Linked DNA regions of Capra hircus: region 2 is linked to region 1. Evidence: chromatin contacts called from public Hi-C data. All regions are on one chromosome and are shown on one strand. The core of a region is the stretch at or near the end of the contact, and the rest is flanking DNA. Distances in the headings are between cores, read along the strand shown.

Evidence for each region. A called contact is a pair of places that touch in the nucleus more often than the background predicts.
Region 2: a contact with region 1 is called in a Hi-C map of blood, with 2.6 times the contacts expected there. The contact joins two enhancer-like sites. A contact is called at or near these places in 2 of 5 Hi-C or Micro-C datasets (blood and liver).

What each region holds. Positions count from the first base shown.
Region 1 is chr20:26,018,368-26,021,784 of ARS1.2, reverse strand. It overlaps MOCS2 (molybdopterin synthase catalytic subunit), which reads right to left. Exons shown (of 6, transcript XM_018065594.1): 6 at 3,417. Among named protein-coding and RNA genes, the nearest start is that of MOCS2, 12 kb to the right of the region's middle. Within about 2 kb of position 2,039, at least 1 of the 5 cell types and tissues checked has an H3K27ac peak or open chromatin away from gene starts, as enhancers often do.
Region 2 is chr20:26,161,638-26,165,121 of ARS1.2, reverse strand. It overlaps ITGA1 (integrin alpha-1), which reads left to right. Exons shown (of 30, transcript XM_018065522.1): 28 at 106-222. Among named protein-coding and RNA genes, the nearest start is that of ITGA2, 30 kb to the right of the region's middle. Within about 2 kb of position 1,696, at least 3 of the 5 cell types and tissues checked have an H3K27ac peak or open chromatin away from gene starts, as enhancers often do.

The DNA of each region.
Region 1 (3,417 bases), core at 790-3,289:
GATGATAGAGACAAGTCCCTAGTCTCAGGAAACTGATGGTCTAGTGATGGAGACATACTAACAGATGTAGCACCTGAGACAGTGCGCTAAGTGCCACTGTAAGATACAAAGTAGAACAAGGAATCCAGTTTTAGAGAGTGTAGTTGGAACAGGCTCTCTGCAGAGGTAACATTTCATCAAGGAGCAAGTGAGGAAATAAAGCAGGAAGCAACTGAGGGAATACCTGGAGGAAGGGCTTCCTAGCAAAGGGGCAGGCGAGGACCTCTGGGGAGACAGAGCCTGCCACAAGTCACCACAGCAAAGCAGGGAGCCTGGAACGAGAGAGCAGGGAGGCGGGAGCCGGGTCGTGCAGGTTGTCGGTCACGGTGAGGACAGAGGTTCTGGGATGTGATTACCTATCAGAAGGTTCAAGTAGGATGATGAAGTGACCAAGTAGGAGAAGGAAGGGGGACTGTCACCAGGCCACAGCAACAGTCCAAGAGAAATGGGCGTGGTGGCTTGGATGACAGGTGCAGCAGAGTAAAGAAACGAGTGGATTCCACAGGCATCCAGGAATTGCTTTCCAGTTGTCCAATAGGTTCATTCAAGACCTAAGATCAAGACTCAGACTCTTAGCTTCTTAATCACTACTTCTCAAAACATACTGAAAGTATAGTGACTCAGCCGCATATGTAAAGAACAAGCATAGCCACAAAATCACAAAGCAGCTCACTAGAACATGGGCTGCTACTTTCACTCAAAGATAAAACTCTTTCACTTTTGCTACCTGTTAAAACACTTCAAACACAAGAAATCAGTTTCCTACTTCTTAAATGAATTTCCAAAGCTGTCATACAAAGCCACAGTCCCCAAGTGACTTTAAACATTACAGTCTATTTAAAGGCCAGGTTTTTTAGGTTACTCTTCTACTTAGCTGGTTAAGTCACAGACATAGAAAGGCTATGTCAGAGTGATGCTAGCTCCTTGATATTTCACCAATTAACTGTGCCACTCCTATGAGAAGTGGGGATCAATGACGACCCTATTCAAGTCCAGTGCAACACACTGAAAACTGTCAGACGATCCATCCCAATTTTAGCATGCCCCAGATTAACTCCTTAACTTGTCTGCATTGGAGACTTAAAAGCTTAATAGTCTGAGTTCCTGATTTCAACAAAACCTACTTAAAATGAAGATATTATTTTTTTAGAAAAGATGCTTAGAGAATGTTTCATGTACTTTGTATCAGTTCAGTTGCGCAGTAATGTCTGACTCTTTGCAACCCCATGGATTGCATGTAGCACGCCGGCCTTCCCTGTCCCATCAGTCCATCACCAACTCCCGGAGCCTGCTCAAACTCGTGTCCATTGAGTCGGTGATGCCATCCAACCATCTCACCCTCTGTCATCCCCTTCTCCTCCTGCCTTCAATCTTTCCCAGCATCAGGGTCTTTTCCAGTGAGTCAGTTCTTCTTATAATTACTATCAATAAAGATCCTCTAAAGAAATTCAGTAGAAAAATTCCAAAATCCACATAGACCTCATATGAACATATACTCTAAGTCCCCTCCAAAGGAACCTTCAAGTTGTGGGCTTTTGAGGATGCAAAAGTGAGGTCTTCAGTCACTTAGTGACCCTCAGTGAGAAGCTAGAGCTGCATCTGCAGATGACTTCACTGAACTCCCTGCTGTACAACAGGAGGAGCCTGGTAATGAAGACCTGATGGAACTGGAGGCCCAGAGGGAGGACAAAAAGGAAGCAGCAGTAACTGAAGGACTGAGGAAATTCACGACGCAGGAAGAGGCAAGGGCTCCTCTTTATTGGAGGAGGCACTGTCAGCTTTTGAGGCACAAGACCTGAACACAGAATGGCACACGAAAGCTGCAGCAGCCGCTCAGCATGCAGTCCAGTGCTACCATGTCACCTACGATGAGAAAGAGAGCTACTACTCAGGCATCACTGGGTCATTTCTTCAAGAAGGTAGATAATTCTATCTGCAGCCAGCAAGGAACCAGAACCTGGGCCGTCAGCGTCAGGGGTGAGTGAAACTGCAGCGTGCCCTCCGTCTTCCCGTTGCTAACGATCCTTCAGCTCTGCCATCTTCCACTTCCCCTCCTTCCTCCAGTCAGTAACTCTTACCTGCCCACTGGGTGCCAGCTCCTGTTTACCAGCTCTTTTACTGTGCTACTGTACTTCTGGGGCTTCCCTGGTGTCTCAGACAGTAAAGAATCTGCCTGTAATGCAAGAGACCCGCATTTGATCCCTGGGTCGGGAAGATTCCCTGGAGAAGGGACCAGCAACCCACTCCAGTATTCTAGTCTGGAGAATTCCATGGACAGAGAGGAGCCTGGCGGGCAACAGTCCATGGGGTCACAGGGAGTCAGACAGGACTGAGTGACTAAGCACACATACGATATCAAAAAAAAAAAAAAAAAAAACCCACCCAATCAAAAAACGGACAAAAGACCCATACAGACATTTTCCCAAAGAAGACATACAGAAGGAAAAAGGCCCATGAAAAGATGCTCAACACCACTAATCATTAGAGAAAAGCAAATCGAAACCACAATGAGGTATCACCTTACACTGGTCAAAATGGTTATCATCAATCAGTCTACAGATAAATTCTGAAGAGAATGTGGAGAAAAAGGAATCCTCACACATTGGTGGCGGTAATGTAAACTGGTGAAACCACTATGGAAAACAGTTTGGAGGTTCCTCAAAAAAACTAAAAATAAAACCACGATATGATCAAGTAACGCCACTTCTGGGTATATATCTGGAAAACATGAAAACTCTTAATCTGAAAAGGTACACGCCCATGAAAACTCTTAATCTGAAAAGGTACGCGCCCCCCAGTGTCCGTAGCAGTGCTACTTACGAGGGCCAAGACACGAAAGCAGCTCAGCAGATGGCTTAAGAAGGTGAGGCACGCACACTGGAGTGTTAGCACACAAAAACCATCCTTCACTACAACATGAACGCAGTGTTATGCTTGGTGACAAAAGTCAGAGAAAGATAAATGCTGTATGATATCACTTATGTGTGGAATCTAAAAAAAATAGTACAGATGAATCCAAACATAAACAAAAACATCCAGAAAACAAACTTATGGATACCAAAAGGGAGAGGATGAGGGGGAAGGACAAACGAGGAAAGTGGGCTTAACAGACACAAACTACTACACATAAAACAGATGAGCAACAAAGACTTACTGTGCAGCATAGGAAATTATGCCAAAATCTTGCAATAACTTACAGTGGAATATAATCTGCAAAATCACCCCGAATCATTATGCTGTACACCTAAAACTAGCCAAATATTGCAAATCACACTTCAGTTTATAAAAAAAAAAAAGAACGATATAGAAATTATATACTAAGATCTATCAAGGTAGTATATGGGTTGACCAAACAAAAACTGGACCATTATTTAGTAT
Region 2 (3,484 bases), core at 447-2,946, 140 kb before region 1:
TTGAGTACACTCTTTGGTAGAAAATTATAGCCTACAAAAACTCAGTGTACTGGAAGTTCTAAGAGGTGTTTATCAATGTTAACAATCTTGTTCAATCATTTTCAGCTTGCTATCCAAATATCCAAAGATGGGCTACCAGGCAGAGTGCCACTATGGGTTATCCTGCTGAGTGCTTTTGCTGGATTATTGTTATTAATGTTGCTCATATTAGTGCTGTGGAAGGTAAGAATCAGAGTTCCTTAGACTTTCCTACTTCAATTGTCAACAGCATATTGGTGAAACAAATTATGATTTATCCATGCTTTGGAATATAGTATTGTGTAGCCACTAAAAACACTGAAATGATAACCAAGATGAAATTAAGAAGAAAAAATATATATCTCAAATGCTGTACACAACTTGAAACCACTTTTGTACGAGAAAGAAATAGACATATCCAAAAATTATGGGAGATCTCTCTAGAGACTGGGATTACAGGACACTTTCATTTGTCTATAACACTGGAAATTCTAAATTAAGTGTACATTATTTTTATAAGCAGAGAAGAATGAAAACTCCCTTTTATAGAAAAAAGAAAAGAATACATTTCTATGTCAGTTTAAGAACATAGAAGCAACAGAATTATGGTTAAGATAAAGCCCTATCCTAATCACATATCTTTATGTATCTTTAAAATTAAATGCTTCTTTAATATATAAAAATACCGCATTTTATGCAATAGTTGCATGCCTGAGTGAGAAATGAGGTATTTGTTCAATTAGTTGATGACACAGAAATCTTATAGTTTTACACACTCCTGCTTCAAATCTCCTGTAAAACTAACCTATTTTTTGTCTAGTCAATCTGTATATTAACATATCAACAGATGTTTATTTCCATTATCAGTAGATGTTTCGCTTAAATTAAGATATGCAAAATCTTTTAATCTTTGTATCTTTTTCAAATTAAGCAGAAATGAAATGATAGCTTTTAGGATAAGTTTAATAGAGAATAAAATCTCATAGAAAAGTAGAATTTAATGTTTTTCTAATGAAATATCAAATTGGCATTTATTCTAGCATTTATCACCCTATATTTTATTGTTTTGTTCAAAAGCAAAATTATCACTATGTTAAAAATAGATCATGGCTACATATTCATTTTTCTGATATCTGAGCAACAGAATTGTCTTTTAATCAAATAGTTTAAATAGCAAATTTCTCTCCCATCAAATTACCAACTGCTCCTATACATTCTGACTTACCATAACTATCTTCCTCTTTTTGGGAGGTTATTCTCAGAGAAGATGAAAACAGCTGTGTTAAAGATGTACGTCAGGAGCATTTAGTTTAGTAAATAGAATCCATAGCTTTTCTCCAGCAAAGTCTCGAGGACAGAATTCTCTGCCATCTCAGACCTGCAGCTCTTCCTCCTGCTTTGCAGGGTATCCACGCTCTGTCTGTAATACCTGGCTTTGCCACACTGTGGTACCCAAGGCCTGGCTTAGCGGTGTCAAGGGTGTGCTTGGAACGTAGAAAATGGTTTCTTTGTTTGTAAGCACCTGTAATAGGACATTTTACTGTTGATTTCTTTCAGTATGGTAAGCACAGCACTTGTCCATACAGTTTTAGGACACTGCTGCCAAGAGAAGAGGGAAGCCAGAGCTGATATTTGAGTAGTCTCTCTAGCTGCATACCTCTCCTTAAAACTAGCAAATAATTTTCAGCCCTGTTTTTTGGTCATCAGTCTGCAAAAAGCTGGAGAAGGACATGGCAACCCACTCCAATATTCTTGCCTGGAAAACTCCATGGACAGAAGAGCCTGGTGGGCTATAGTCCGTGGGGTCACAAAGAGCTGGACATGACTAAGCGACTAACACTGTGTAAAAGCAAACATTCTTCCATCCAGGATATGATTTGCTGATACATTCTGATGTCTTCTTAGGTCTTATTTTAAAGCCCAAAGGTTTAGCAACCTTTGGACAGTCCTGACCTGTAGGTTTAGTTAACTCAGTCACATCAGTGGGAATGCCAGTAATCAGAATGGTATTTCCACAGTAGACAGGAGGAAAACTAGCATTTATTGAGTGTTTACTGTGTACCAGGAACCATTTTCAGCTTTTCCACTTTAGATATTAACATCAACCCTATGAGAAAGATACTATTATGGACCTCATTTTGTAAGCAAAGAAGCTGAGGCATAGAAAAGTTAAATATGTTTCCCAAAGTCACATGGTTTGTCAGTTTCAGAGTAGAGAATCATCTGGGCCATTTCACTTTTGTGTCAGCGCTATTAACCCCCTCACTCTATGGTCTCCCTTGCTTCTGTTCACTCTGTTTTCTTTACAATCTTTCCAACTAAGTCTTTTAACTGTATTTTATACTTGAGGACACTGAAGCAAACAGAAGTTAACCCCCCTAAGAGTTCTCATCTCGTAAGGGACTGGGTTGAAGCAATGCCTTTATCCAGTATAGTCCTCTGCTGCACTCTATGGGGCAAGCTCTTCGCTCTGGAGCTCCAGGAATTGGTTTTGCTCAAGAAAATCATGAACTCCCTGAAATATATAAAAATATTTGGTATTGGAGTGATAGTCCCTTGTTGGGTTCAACCTTTCAGCAGCTCTGTTATACTGGAAAGATTACTTGCCCTCCTCTTGCCTGAACCTCCCTGAAGCATTTGGTCTGCAGCAAGCTCAGAAAAGCTACCCTCATCCCCACACATCTTTTTAGACTAATTTTAGACTAGTGGAGCATAAACCTCAGGACTAGCCTTTCCTCATGCTTCTTCCAAACCCCAACAGTGTGGGAGTTGATCAAAACTCTCAGTTTGAGACTTTGTGCAGGGAGCAGTGAAAGATTCCCCCTGGAACTAGAATTCGATTTCAAAAGGCACAGTCTCTGTAGCTTTATCTTCATAGAATGCATAGAAGAGATTGCTAAGCTAAGTTGCTTCAGTCGTGTCCAACTCTGTGCGACCCCATAGATGGCAGCCCACCAGGCTCCCTCATCCCTGGGGTTCTCAAGGCAAGAACACTGGAATGGGTTGCCATTTCCTTCTCTAGTGCATGAAAATGAAAAGTGAAAGTGAAGTCTCTCAGTCATGTCCGACTCTTCGCGACCCCATGGACTGCAGCCTACCAGGCTCCTCCTTCCAAGGGATTTTCCAGGCAAGAGTACTGGAGTGGGTTGCCATTGCCTTCTCCAATAGAAGAGATTAAGACTTAACAAAATCTTAGTAGGTGCTTACTATACTTAGGGCTTCCCTGGTAGCTCAGACGGTAAAGCGTCTGCCTCCAATATGGGAGACCCAGGTTCGATTCCTGGGCCAGGAAGATCCCCTGGAGAAGGAAATGACAACCCACTCCAGTACTTTTGCCTGGAAAATCCCATGGACTGAGGAGCCTGATAGGCTACAGTCCATGGGGTCGCAAAGAGTCGGACACGACTGAGCGACTTCGCTTCACTTACTATACTTAACCTTGATGGGAGAAGGCTTTAGAGGACAC